4 separate regions of the Mus musculus genome follow, and all the other regions are linked to region 1. Evidence: chromatin contacts called from public Hi-C data. All regions are on one chromosome and are shown on one strand. The core of a region is the stretch at or near the end of the contact, and the rest is flanking DNA. Distances in the headings are between cores, read along the strand shown. Region 1 has its middle 11 kb from the start of Gm39438. Region 2 has its middle 200 kb from the start of Gm24957. Region 3 has its middle 290 kb from the start of Gm36251. Region 4 has its middle 220 kb from the start of Gm36251.

What was found. A called contact is a pair of places that touch in the nucleus more often than the background predicts.
Region 2: a Hi-C map of cerebellum shows a contact between it and region 1, with 4 times the contacts expected there. The contact joins two enhancer-like sites. A contact is called at or near these places in 11 of 484 Hi-C or Micro-C datasets (Sertoli cells, cardiomyocytes, cerebellar granule neurons and 5 more) and 2 of 115 datasets of contacts at active chromatin or transcription factors (astrocytes and embryonic midbrain).
Region 3: a Hi-C map of cerebellar granule neurons shows a contact between it and region 1, with 3 times the contacts expected there. The contact joins two enhancer-like sites. A contact is called at or near these places in 6 of 484 Hi-C or Micro-C datasets (cerebellar granule neurons, cerebral cortex and cortical neurons) and 1 of 115 datasets of contacts at active chromatin or transcription factors (astrocytes).
Region 4: a contact with region 1 is called in a Hi-C map of cerebral cortex, with 1.8 times the contacts expected there. The contact joins two enhancer-like sites. A contact is called at or near these places in 1 of 484 Hi-C or Micro-C datasets (cerebral cortex) and 3 of 115 datasets of contacts at active chromatin or transcription factors (astrocytes, embryonic midbrain and forebrain).

Annotation. Positions count from the first base shown.
Region 1 is chr9:113,431,380-113,434,684 of GRCm38.p6, reverse strand. No RefSeq gene overlaps it. Among named protein-coding and RNA genes, the nearest start is that of Gm39438, 11 kb to the left of the region's middle. Within about 2 kb of position 1,719, at least 10 of the 459 cell types and tissues checked have an H3K27ac peak or open chromatin away from gene starts, as enhancers often do. A contact at or near this core is called in cerebellar granule neurons, cerebellum and cerebral cortex, where this site is marked.
Region 2 is chr9:112,721,105-112,724,409 of GRCm38.p6, reverse strand. No RefSeq gene overlaps it. Among named protein-coding and RNA genes, the nearest start is that of Gm24957, 200 kb to the right of the region's middle. Within about 2 kb of position 1,734, at least 3 of the 459 cell types and tissues checked have an H3K27ac peak or open chromatin away from gene starts, as enhancers often do. A contact at or near this core is called in cerebellar granule neurons and cerebellum, where this site is marked.
Region 3 is chr9:112,829,736-112,833,040 of GRCm38.p6, reverse strand. No RefSeq gene overlaps it. Among named protein-coding and RNA genes, the nearest start is that of Gm36251, 290 kb to the left of the region's middle. Within about 2 kb of position 1,675, at least 10 of the 459 cell types and tissues checked have an H3K27ac peak or open chromatin away from gene starts, as enhancers often do. A contact at or near this core is called in cerebellar granule neurons, where this site is marked.
Region 4 is chr9:112,904,482-112,907,786 of GRCm38.p6, reverse strand. No RefSeq gene overlaps it. Among named protein-coding and RNA genes, the nearest start is that of Gm36251, 220 kb to the left of the region's middle. Within about 2 kb of position 1,681, at least 4 of the 459 cell types and tissues checked have an H3K27ac peak or open chromatin away from gene starts, as enhancers often do. A contact at or near this core is called in cerebral cortex, where this site is marked.

The sequences.
Region 1 (3,305 bases), core at 470-2,969:
AAGTAAAGGTGACTTACTTCCCCCCCCCTCTACTTGTGATAAATATCTTTCCACATGCATTTCTCTCTCAGTTTCTATCTTCAGGAGAGACCCTCAGTGGTGGAACGCCCAGCTTCAGGAACATTACCATTTTATGGGTTTGTTACATACAGTTAAGTCCCCTTCCAAACAACCAAATTGTAACCAACAGCGCGAAAACACACAGGCTTAATCAGAATCTGGTTAGCCTTCAGAATTATTGTTATTTTTGCTAATGTAATATGTGTAAAATGATGCTTAATGAGTATTTTAATTTGTTTTCGTCTGATCACAGCAAGGTGGAGCATTTTTGCATATGCTGATTAAGCTCTGAGTCTCTTGCACAGGCGATCAAATCGCACCTTGCTCAGCCGTCTGTGGGGCTTCTTATTTCCATGAGATAATTGTGCATCTTCGTACAGTACGGCCCATCTCATGCTTTGTCTTCCTCTTAATTTTTATATTTTGAGTGTAAAAAATAGACTTTTTAATAGCATTAAATTAGACTCCCCCCTTAACAATAGGGAAACTAATGTCTGAGTATAGTTAAACATGCTTAATGTTATTGTTTGACATGTTTTATAAGATTAGAAAGTATTTACTTTTTGGTAATACAAAATTTATTTTGATTTATGTGGTTAGTAGAAGATGTTTTTTTTTCTAAACAGATAGAATCAAACTACTTTTTAAAAGTATTTTTGCAAGCTGGGTGTGGTGGCACCCACCTTCAATCCCATCGTGCCAGAGGAAGAGGCAGTAGATCTCTGAGTTGAGGCCAGTCTGGTCTACATAGCAGATTCTAGGCCAGCTGGGGATGCATAGTAAGACCCTGTCTAAAAAATGTTTGTTTGTGTGTGTGTGTGTGTGTGTGTGTGTGTTCACATGTGTGTGGGCCCATGGGCATGTAGAGACCAGAGATTGAAGTCATGCGTTTTCTTCAGCTGGTTACCCTATATACTAAGGCAGGGTCTATAGCTGAGCCTTGTGTTTGCTAATCCTGGCTAGTCTTAACTAGCCAGCTTACCCTGAATAGTCTAGCTTCACCCACGGAGTGCTAGGATTAGAAGCCAGCCATTGTGCATACTTAGCTATTTTTAAAATATGTACTTTATGTGCGTCTCTCTATGTGTATGTGTACATGTGCAGGTGCTTGCAGAGGCCAGGGGAAGGTGTCAGATTCCCTGGGGCTGGGATTACAGGTGATTGTGAGCCACCTGACATCGATGCTGGACTATTTCCCCAGCCCAGCTCCTCAGACTTAAGCACTTTTTCAAAGCCACTTTGGTTATTTGAAGTGACGTATTCAGATACTGGAGATGAGGATGCAGACATATTTGGCGGACCACTAACATGCCTACCATAAACAGCTCTGGAATTTTACTCAAAAATGTTGAGTTTTGTTTAAAACGTGTGTAGAAGAAGTATCAGCAGTAGCGTAGTGTTCTTTGTGACATATCTACATTTCTGGTGCAGTCCTGTCTTCGTGGAGATTACTTGGTGACATTTAGAGGTTTGCACCTATAATTTTAACAACACCGTCTCATTAACTATTTGTCTTAAGCTATGTGTTGTCGACGTGCACAGGACTTTTCTTTGTACACATTCTTCCTGAGTGTATTTTTCTAGCCAGTTCTCACTTGATGTCCTTAATTCCTTATGAAACTATATTCCCTGATGTAATATCATTTGGCATCCGCTCTACAAGGAGAAGCATATGTTGGCAATAGGCAGTGCGATGAGAATGTTGTTCCTAGGGAATCAGTTTAGCAGTGCCATATTGTGAAACCTCCATGTTCATTATTTATTTGAGGCAATACAAAAATGCTGAGCACCGAGGTGACCTTCTGAGCTGAGCAAACGCTGCTGATATTATATGTGACCTACTTTGCTCAGTGTCCTGAGCCGAAGGATACCCTGCAGCCTGGTGGACTGCCCTGGCAAAGGAAAGTGACATATGGGCCTGGGGTTGAGAGATAGTTTTTGCTTAGGGACTGTGTACAGACCTCCTCAAATGACTCATTAATGTCTACATCAGGGAGGTTGTAATTTCGGATCTGCTTCCTTCCAAGTCTGATATTCATGTTAAAAATGAGCTCTTGATACAAAGGGTAACCTTGGAACTCACTGACAGGAGACCTGGTCCAGTCTCTAGTGGGAGGAGGCAGCTCAGGCTCACAGGGCACCGATTCCTGTTTGAGAACAGGGAGGTGGGAGAGGATTGAACTCAGTCAGCTGACTGATGGATATTTCTAAAAATCCAATATAAAACCAGGTATGGCAGAGCATGCTCATGATCTCAGTGTGTGGGAGGTAGAGGCAAGAGGATTGGGGTTCAAGGTCATCAGTGGCTACACAGCAAGGTGGAGGTCAGCCTGGGCTACATGACACCCCGTCTTCAAAAACCAAACACAAAACCAACTAACAACAAAATACAACATCCCTTTAAAAAGTCTACAAGGCATCTGTCCCTTCAATTTCATATTTAAAAAAAATTTTTTTTAAATGTGAGTGTATTTGTACATGTGTTTGTATGTAGAGGGTGTGTGTGTACGTGCTCGCATGAATGTGCCTGCATTTGTGCATGTGTGGGGGACAGAGGACACCCTTATTGCCATTGGCCAGGAACCCACCAAACAGGCAATACTAGCTGGCCAGTGAGACCCGGGGATTAGCTGGTCTCTGCCTCTCTTGCTGTTTCTTGTGTTGCTTCTGGGCATCAAACTCGGGTCCTTAAGCTTACAAAGCACCTAGTGGAGCCATCTCCCCAGGCCCGGTTTTCTTTCTTGTTTTGTTTTGTTTTGTTTTGTTTTGTTTTGTTTTGCTTTGTTTTTCTAGACAGGGTTTCTCTGTGTAGCCCTGGCTGTCCTGGAACTCACTCTGTAGACCAGGCTGGCCTCGAACTCAGAAATCCGCCTGCCTCCGCCTCCTGAGTGCTGGGATTAAAGGCGTGCGCCACCACGCCTGGCTTTCTTTCTTTTTATATGGTTTCTTGGGAAGCGTCTAGGGAGTACGAGATCTTTTTGACATTTAGCTTTAGAATACCTTTGCTCCTTTAAACTAATTATCAACCAACCAGCAGGATCTTGGAAAGCTTCAGAATTCCCTGCTCTAAGAATTGATAACAAGTGCTTGATTTGATTTTCCTTTCTGATGCCATAGGTATCCAGCATTTACAAACCATGCCAATTTTCTTATTTTAAGGGTTCATTTTTTTTATTTATGTGTGTGTGTCTGTGTGTGCACATGCATGTGAGTGCCATGAAGGCCTGAAGAAAGTGTCAGATACC
Region 2 (3,305 bases), core at 485-2,984, 710 kb after region 1:
AATGTCTGTTAGTCATCCAGTTACTTGCTTGAGATGCTTTTGGCTTGTTAGAATGCATATATGATCAAGTCATTTCTCTTCGTGGCTCTTTATTATCAGAGGACATCACCCAAAGACAGTCTCCAGACTTTCTATCCCTATCCATCAGCCATTGTAAACACTAAATCATCTCCTACATATTTCTCCATGTTTTCTAAATTGGCGTTGCTTGTTTTTAACCTTGGGACACACAGCTGTTTAAAGTTATCATTTTAAATTTGAACATAAAGCTTGGTTTCCTTTTCTCTTTGTTCCTGTAACACCCTGGAGTAGTTTTTCATGTTTCTCTTGATCAACTGCTTTAAACAATAACCAAGAATAGAATTCCCTTACAAAGGATTTAAATAGCAAATACAAGTTGGGATACCGAAGTGACAGTCCAGCTCACAGGAGGGTCCTCACTTCTGATACCAAGACAGCCTTTCTTACATTTGTTCTGCAGCAACAGGACAGATTCCCTTTTATTTTTAAGGATTGAAACATTTCCCCCAACCCTGTCCTATGTCTGCCAGATCAAAGACCAGTTTGGCAAATAAATAGTCTCAGATTTCTAATTTGGGGTTCTAGAAATGTGTTCTCTGAAAAAAAATTTTTTTTCCTCTTAGGAACTAGGAAATTTAATGCAATCAAGTTTGTGACTTTAATAATAAAAAGATTCTGCAGCCAGAAGAATGGTTCAGCAGGGAAAGGAGCTGCCATGTGGGCTTCTTCACCTGAGTTTGATCTGTAAAAGAATCAGATGCAGTGGCAGTGTGTGTGTTTAAAGCCAGAAGTCTGAGGAAAGATGAGGGGCAGGGGCAGGAACCCTGCCAGAAAGAAGCCGGCTGGGACTATATAGAGCAGCATCAAAAAAAGCAAGAGGTGATCTTATATCAACTAGCTGGGAGGCAAGAATCAACTCCCAGATGTTATCCTCTGTGTCTACAGGAACATTGTACTATGATCACACCTACATTCACACACACACAGGAACACAAAGACACACACACAGATATTCACAGAGACACACACAGAGACACATGCACAGAGGGACACATGTAGACACATACAGACATATACATAGACACATGTACACACAGACACACACAGACACGTGCATACACACACACATACAGGCATACCCACAGATATATGCACACAGAGCCACACATATGGACACACACAAGAAATAATAAAAAGCAACAATTCTATAAATTACTCTTTAGATGAGCAGAGCACTTCTGTGCGCACCCTGCTTCATGATAGTGATATGTTCTAACTCAGATAAATCTTGTCCCATGTTTGTTCAAGTTGCTATCTCCCTTCAGAAGAGCAGGAAGCTGTCGCAGAAAGCTGTCGCAGAAAGCCAATTCTCTTTAGGTGATAGGACACATTCTAGCCAGAGAATGCCAAGGGCAAATCCTATCACCTACTTCCAGTGCAGAGTAAGACTCCACAATTGTAGGGTGGAGATGAGCATCGTGAACTGCCATCCTGCACCTGAGAGACAGTCCTGTTCAAGTAAGATGAATCTGAAGGGAGAATTTTACACAAGGAAGGGAACTTTGCATTAGGATAGATGTCTCCTTCTATAAGAACAGATTGCAGTTCTTCCCATGATGGAAGGGGTCCAATGTAATCAAACTCTCACTAGGAGGCTTGATGAATCTCTCCCCACCTTCAACCTGGGAATGGAGCCATATCAGTGTTTGGATGTAACCTCTGCCGTTGGTAATTTGGATACCCAGCAGGCACAGCAGTTGATCATGGAAGGACTGTTTCGGGGTTTCAAGTTGCGGAACTTGCCCGGGAGTTCTTGTGGCTGCCAAACAGCTACTTGGCTCATGAGTCCATGAAGCAAACACTAGACAATTGAGAGAATTGGTTCATGGTCCATCCCAGGAGCAGGCCTCCCATCCACCTGGCTATGGGGAGTTCTATCCATAATGAGTGCAAACTGAGGGCTTTTATAGTTCTGCAAAATTAAATGTGAGTGTATATTCCATGAGACACAGACACATCGTATTGCCATGGAAAGGGAGGAATTGGACTCTTCTTTCCTAGGTTTTCTGGGCGCAGACTCTTCAAACAGATTCAACAAGTTGAGACACTCGGACCGTTTATCTTTGTGATTAGGATCTGCCTATATATATATATATATAATATATATATATATATATATATATATATCTGCCTATATATATATATATATATATAATATATATAATATATATATATTAACAATTTAGTAAGTTGGCAGTTGACATTCTTACTTTTGGCCTTGGGACACCAGGAATCAGTCACCATCATATGGTTCTGATGACTGGAACAACCATGTTCCCGTGTGTTTTGCAATAACCACAACACAATAATTATACGTCATCATGGTCAGAAATGGTTGCATATTACCATATGGCATCTGACATCACATGGCCATGTTACCTCACTAAAATACAAAGTTCTGATACTTAATGGTGAAAGTTACAGTCCCTAATGTTTTATACCCAAACTGAGAAACAGCCAAAGACAGCAGCAGAGGTTGGTAATGAGGCTGCATTCCCTTCAGGAAAGCATATTTTAGTGCCTTAGTGAAGACTCCTTTCTCTTGGAGAACCTCAAGGAATGCTTCAGATATCTTTCTGTGGCTGGGAAAGAAAAACCCCCAGAAGCAAAAAAGACTTTATTTTAACTCACAGTTCAAGGTACAGTCTGTTGTGGCAGTATGTAAATTCATGGCACCAGGAACTTGAACATCTGGTCTAATCACTTCCATAGTCTGAAAGCAGAGAGTGATAAGTGCATTCATGCTAGCTCTCAGCTTTCTTTCTCCAGTTTGTAGAGATCTGTCTGTCCGTCTGTGTATTATTTAGTCCAAGGACCTCTTCCCAGGGAATGATCCCACTCACAGTAAAAAGAATATTCACACATTAACTATCTAAATCTATACTATGTGATTGGTATGCCCAGTGACCCATCTCCCAGGAGATTCTAGACTCTGGCAAATTGACAATTAACACTGACACACCAGTTATTCTAACATATTCATATTCCAGAGCTTTCAAATTCTATTCTATATTGTATTACAGATAAGTTATAGAACCCTGATCTTGTTAATCCAGGGAGCTAATGAATCCAAGCTTTACAAAACCAACCAAGAAAACTTTTATTCCATCTCTGGGTCCCGAACTGCTGGACAGACACTGTTAGAATCTCCAGTCTACCAATGTTAACCAAATTCTTCCCAGATAAGAATGTGATTATTGGTTCTGCTGGCTCTTCAGTCACCA
Region 3 (3,305 bases), core at 426-2,925, 600 kb after region 1:
AGCTCAAGGTCACCTCGCTATGTCTCATGTTATGAGACTTGTTGATTATGTTCCCATTGTTGACAATGTCCTAGTGATAAACCAAAGTTCAACCCCACAGAAAATCACCAGAGTGAACCAATGGGTTTGTTGGGCTTTACCCACAGGATATGTGTCAGGGGTTACTGGAAGGAATATGGGTAACACTAAAACAGCTATACAGGAAAGTACCCATGCAAAATGTGTAATGGATTCCCCATAACACAGAGGTAAAGACCCTTCTCTACTAATCCCACCCCCGACCAGCCTATCTACTACAGGACATCTTGAAACCACATGCAGTTGATATATATTGCATAGAAATGGCTAGAGGAGTGGTTAGAACCTTAGGTTAGGGTCCAGTAGCCTTGCCAATATCCTTCCACAAGCCTGATCATGATGGTATCATGCAAGCAGGCACAGTTTATCTGATGCCATGGTCACTTTGCTCTCAGGATGGTGTTCTACACCACGCATTTTCTGGCCCCCATATGAGTGAAGAATTATAGTAGTAGTTTGTCCTACCGGGGTTTACTTCCTCATATAGACCCAACACGGTCAGACCCAAAGAAACTCACAGCATATTGGAAGGGAGTAAGTCCGTCTCCCTGGAGCAGAATACCAGAAAAAAAAAGTGTTTTCAAACTAGCTTTGTGAAAGAAGTTCTGCAAAAAGTCACCCGAGAGATGCATTGTCAGAAGGGGTGCGTGTCACAGCTTGCAGAGTCCCCTTGAGGTTGTTAGACATGACAGTGGGGGAAGCTATCCCTCTAGTCAATGCTTTTGGCCTTTTAGGGGGACCATGTTTGCCCAATTACTCAAAGGCCAAGTCCTTAGAGAAATGTACCTCTGAGCACACCATAGCTTTATACGGACTCTGCTGATCAGGGATGGCGATGATTTGTTCTCCTGTGGGGGTTGGGACCATGTGAGGAGGCTTGCATTCCAACAAACTGGGCTTGGGACGCTTTTGTTACTTTTAACATCTTAAGTATAGATATTATTCTGTTATTTTCTCATCTCTTTGGGAAGGAAAATTATTGTCAACTAAGAATATGTGCCCTTTTCTTTTTTTACAACATAAATATGCTTTCTCAAGGATGAAAAGAAATATAAGGTTCACAGTTTCTAACCTGTTCTGCAACTATTATAAAAAATAAAAATAAGATCCAAACAACCAAACAACACAGGGCCAGGGACTGGAGAGATGGCACAGTGGATAAAATGCTTGGTATGTGAACATGAGGTCCTAAGTTCACATCTGTGTAAGAGCTGGGTGGTGGCATGTGTGTGTTACCACTGTGTTGGGATATGGAAACAGGCTGTCCCCCAAGGCTTGCTGGCTAGCCAGTCAAGTTGAAATGACTATCTTAAGGCCTGTGAGTGTCCCTGTTTCAAAATCTAAAGTGAAAGATGATAGAATAAAGCACTTAATATTGATCTGTAGCCTTCACATGCCCAGCCATGGACAAGTAAACCTGAGTACACATGTGTACACATACACAGGACACACATGAACACACATACACACACACAAACACACACACACTTGTAAAAAGAGAAAAAACAGCAGCATATTTTGCTGTGTGTAGGAGAGTGTTAAACAGAATGCCAAATCCAAGCTTGCCCCAGAGGCAGAGAGCTGGCAGGCAATCCCTGGGCCTTCAATTACTAGGGAATGTGAGAATTCTTTCTTTGTGGGTTTTCATATCTGCAACACATTCCAAGTTAGAGTCCGGTGTGACAGCTGGTGTGTGAAACCTGTGTCCACAGGCACAGCATGTGTGTGAGGCCTTGGAGAATAGACAGAGGATATCCGGCAACCTGGACCACTGACCAGACACAGTGTAGGCTATCCTTGTGAAGATGGGCTCCTTGGCTCACCACAGCTCAGTGGGCTTTGAATTTTGTGTTATAAGTCAACAACAGCTTCCAAATCCCATCGATATTTTCTAAGTGTATTTCCCAGCATCTTGCTTACCAATTTCGAATACAGATTACCGTGATAAGATCACATGTGTGTGAAATCATGGCACTTATGCCAAACACACAACCTATTTGTGGCCAGTAAGCATGTTTTCTTGTCTGCGGCCAACATGGGTCTCAGTGAATATAAGTGAAGTTGTTTTAGTGGTTTTGCCAATTTTTATCAATTGCTCTCATCAGCATAGATGGCAGTCAGGGTGGTTTTAGGTGTGTGTGTGTTTGTGTGTGTGTGTGTGTGTGTGTGTGTGTGTGTGTGTGTGTGTGTGTGTATGTGTGTGTGTGTGTGTGTGTGTGTGTGTGTGTGTGTGTGTGTGTGTGTGTGTATCATCCGGCTCATTATAGGAAAGAGTAGGTAATTATTCTATAAGCCTTTTGCTGTATAAATGCAAGCTAGGGACAGTGTTCAGCAGTAATAACCAAGCTGACTTGCTTCCTAACAAGATACTGTCCAGAGCAACAACAGAACTCTTAATGGAAGCCTGGGGTGATTTAAGAAAGCTACTGTGGGAGAATTAAAAAGGCATTGCTCTCTAGAGTTGGAGTGAGCAGTAAAAACCAAAAATTTGCTTTTATTAATTCCCTACAATGTGTTTGCTTTTTAACTGGGCCATTCACAGAGATGTGTTTGGAGTGGAGGGAGCCCTTTATGGCTGGATTTATGGGCACCTGAAGTCTGACAAGCATGCTGCTGGCACATCTTGCTAACAATTCCCAGGGAACTTTGTCTGCAAGTAAGAAAAGAACCAAAGTGTGCTTTTATAAATGAACCCTAAGACAGTATGCTAATGTGACCTGTCTCCTAGGAATAACCTTTTCTCCTGCCATTGGCTCATACCCTTGCATGGTCAAGAGTAGGCATGCAAGTATGCTAACTCACTCTCTTGGAATCAAGCCCTAGGAGGCAAAAGCTTATCCTGAGCCTGTTAGCAAAGGTTCTGCAGTTATGAGAACCAGGGTCCCCAGCCTGCCCTGCTCCAGACATAAAATGAAGGGTTGTACAACTGATTCTTGTCATCTCAGAGTCACCAGCCTCTTGGTCAACTTACCTTTGAGGATGGTACTACTGGTTTATTGCCCCTTTCCTGAGATCCCTGTGTGGAGACAGATGTGTACACATAGACTTACTAGGTGACACATCCCTGCTGAGGGCTATTTTTCCTTGGATGCCTGTGTAACTGTCTCCAGGTTCCCCAGATGTTTCAGATCTTCCCTTCTTTTTTTTGGTAAAGATCTTTTTAGATCTTTTTTCTTGAATAAGTCCAGTTATGGTAGGTCATCCTGGGAATCTTTAACATTATGTGA
Region 4 (3,305 bases), core at 432-2,931, 530 kb after region 1:
AAGCTTACATTCTTATGAAAGGTAATGTGTCATTGTCACAGAAATGTTAATGCATTTTCCCCATGTTGAATATGATGTGGAACATGGGAGCCTCTGTTCCACTCTGAACAACGACAAGTTTCCTTTCCTTAAGAAAGGAAACTTTCTTAATGTATGTGATTTGCTCTAGTACACACACATGAATGCAACATGCCCATACATGTGTGTGTATATACACATCTACATGTACACACATAGATATACATGCCCACACACATTAACAGATGTATATACACTTGCACACACCTGCATATATACATGTACACACACACACACACACACACACACACACACACACACACACACACACTATTGATACCAGGATATTGTCATCAGTAACAAGAGCTTTGAAATAAACCCAGCCTTTTTATTGACTAGCTCAAGGCTCCTTTACTGTCATGGTTTCTCAACACTGCCATTTCTTCACTGGAGGAAGACCTTAAGTGCCTCTCCCTGCTTCAGGACATACAAGAAAAAATGAAAGTTAAGGTATCTAGGGTGAATAATAACATTTTCACTTAAAGGTCTTCTAAATACACACATCCAAGCAGCCTACAGAACATACGAGGAACATGTTTGGTCATAGTTCAAATGACCCCTTTCTCCCTTAGGGTCAGGTACTTTAACACTCAGTTCCCAGTTGGTGAAAGTGTTTTGAGAGGTTATGGAACCTTTAGAAATCGGAGCCTTGCTGGAGGAATGATGTCACTGGCGGTGTTACAGGGCTTTGCAGGCTCATGGACTCACCCCACGTGCAGTTTGCTCTGTTTTCCAGGAGTGTGGCTGAAATGTAATCAGCAAGCTTTGGGCTCTGGCTTCCTGCCGCCATGGTTTCTCTCCAATGTGGAACCTCCCTCTGGAGCCCTAAGACATAGGATTCCTAAGACAAAGAAAAGGTCTTTTTCTTTGATGTCTTTACACAGAACATGTTTTGGGGGTTGGACAGATGGCTCAGGCAGTAAATCGCTTCAGCAATAGTGAGGCCTGAGCTGGACCTTCAGGACCTGTGCATCTCCTGTGGAAATGCAACCCTTGAAGCGAGCTGGTTAGTTAGATCTCTGAGTGCAGGAAGAGGCCCTGTTGCAGTACATAGTGTGAACTGCATTAGGGAAGACAGCAACCTCAGGCTTCCATGGGTGTATGCACACATGTGCATACAAACATACATGAGTGAGTACCCCCCTAGAACATGCATGCACATATGCATGCACACCATAGGCACTCCCACATGCACAATCAAAACAAAACCACACATTTTGCTAAAGTTGGAGATGGGTATATTTTATGCTCATTTTTCATCTCCCAAATCCTTTATCCTTTTTTCACTCCTGTCACCTGGCCTCTACGATTCTCTGGTCCCCAACTTCCACTCTGTCATTGCAGAGCAGCATCACAGAAGTATCTCATTTTTTTTTAAAGAGCAGAATTGGGGCTTGACATAGAGGAAGGGATCCGGAGACTGCAGAGAGAATTTAATTAGGTAGATGGGATTTGGGAGGCAGGAGCTTTTCTAGGACACCTGGCTCACCCTTCTGTGTAATGGGAGTTGTCACTAGCCTCTTGCTGGCAGCTGAGGCATCAGGATGTGGGTGTCACTTCTCATCTGAATTAAACGCTGCCAGCAGTGTGACATCTCAGGCAAACGGAAGCTGCCGGGTGCTCAGCTGAAGGGCTTTTAGCTGAGGTTCTTTCCAACCCAGTCAGAGGGGCTCTGACTTGGCGGAGAAATGTCGGGCTAGGAGAATGAAGAGTATTCCTAAGCTCCAAGTCATTAGACAGTCTGCTGAGCAGAAGGGGCTTCGCCTTTGGCCACACTAAGGCAGACAGGTAGAGAGGAAAGGAAGATGAACCTTGCATCTTCACCTTGCTGTGGGTAAATTGGTTCCTTAAGTCTTAGTCTCACCCATGTCTAGGCAAAGGCTATATAACCTCATCAGTACACTCAGAAATGCATATTGGATGCCTACTGAATGGGCATTGTTACAGGGACGAGAGCAAGCTGCTTACCATTAAGCAAAGTCTCTGTCCTCATGACACTTGCTTATCAAGGGAAAAAACCAACTACAATGGCCTGATATGTGGTCTTAATGCCATGAAATGGTCAGAGGACAACGGTGGAAACAGTAGAATTAACTGTAAGGTAATGAAGATTACTGTGTTCCTGACACAGCATAATGGACGATGGCCTCGCTGAACTCTGCACAGCAATAAGAACTAATGATTTGACTCTTGCTTTCATTGAAACCTAGGCAGCTGCTCAAGTCACATTAGCTAGTTAGGTACACCACAACCTGTGGAATTCTGGTAATGAGCCTCTGGTTCAGCGCTGGCACCAAAATAATGATGTTGCTATTGATAAAACTGTATATATCACAGCACTGCTGACCCCCTGTGAAGGCTACTCAAAGTGAATATTCTATGTATTTAACCTGTAATACAGATACAGGCAGAAACAAGATACAGGCGGGGAGATACCTGAGGCTATCTTCTGCTTTCCTCTAGCTTCCTGTCTAGATCATGGAGTTCTGTCACAGGCAAACTGTGGGTTCTGCTGTTGCTTTAGTTATTATCTTAAAGAGCTTATTTTAGTTATTTTAAATTTAAGTTTGAGTTTTTTCATTGTATGGACAGAGACAAATGGAAGCAAGGAATAATGAGGTTTCCTGTGGTTAGGAATGACATTTGGGCTTGGGCAAAGTCTGGAGAGGGAGAAATACGAAGGGGCTGTTGGGAACAGAAAGAGGGTAAAACAGATTGGGTGCCTTGTTTGCAGAAATTAATGAAGCTTTCACAAACCAAACCAAACCAAAACCAAACCAAACCAAACCAAAACAAAACAAAACAAAAAAACAAACAACAACAACAAAAAAAAACCCAAAAACCAAAAAAAAAAAAAAACCAAAAAAACCCAACAACAACAACAACAACAAAAAAAAAACCCCACAAGAGTTGGAAGCAACCCAAGTGTCCATCAACAGGATAATGGCCAAATAAGTGATAGAATGTTCTCCAAATGGGGTGATAGACAGTGATCAAGAGGAGGGTCTACTGACACACAAGGCAACATGGATGTAACCCAATGTGCTGTGTAGAGTGAAAGGATGCATAGACAGAAAAGTGCATGCTGCCTGATGCCATGTGCATGCAACTCAAAACCCAGACCTTGGGAGCTATAGGTAGGGAGATCAGCAGTTCAAGGTTGCCCTCAGCTACTTAGGGAGTTCAAGACCAACCTGTGATATTTGACTTTGTCTCAAAACAAACTA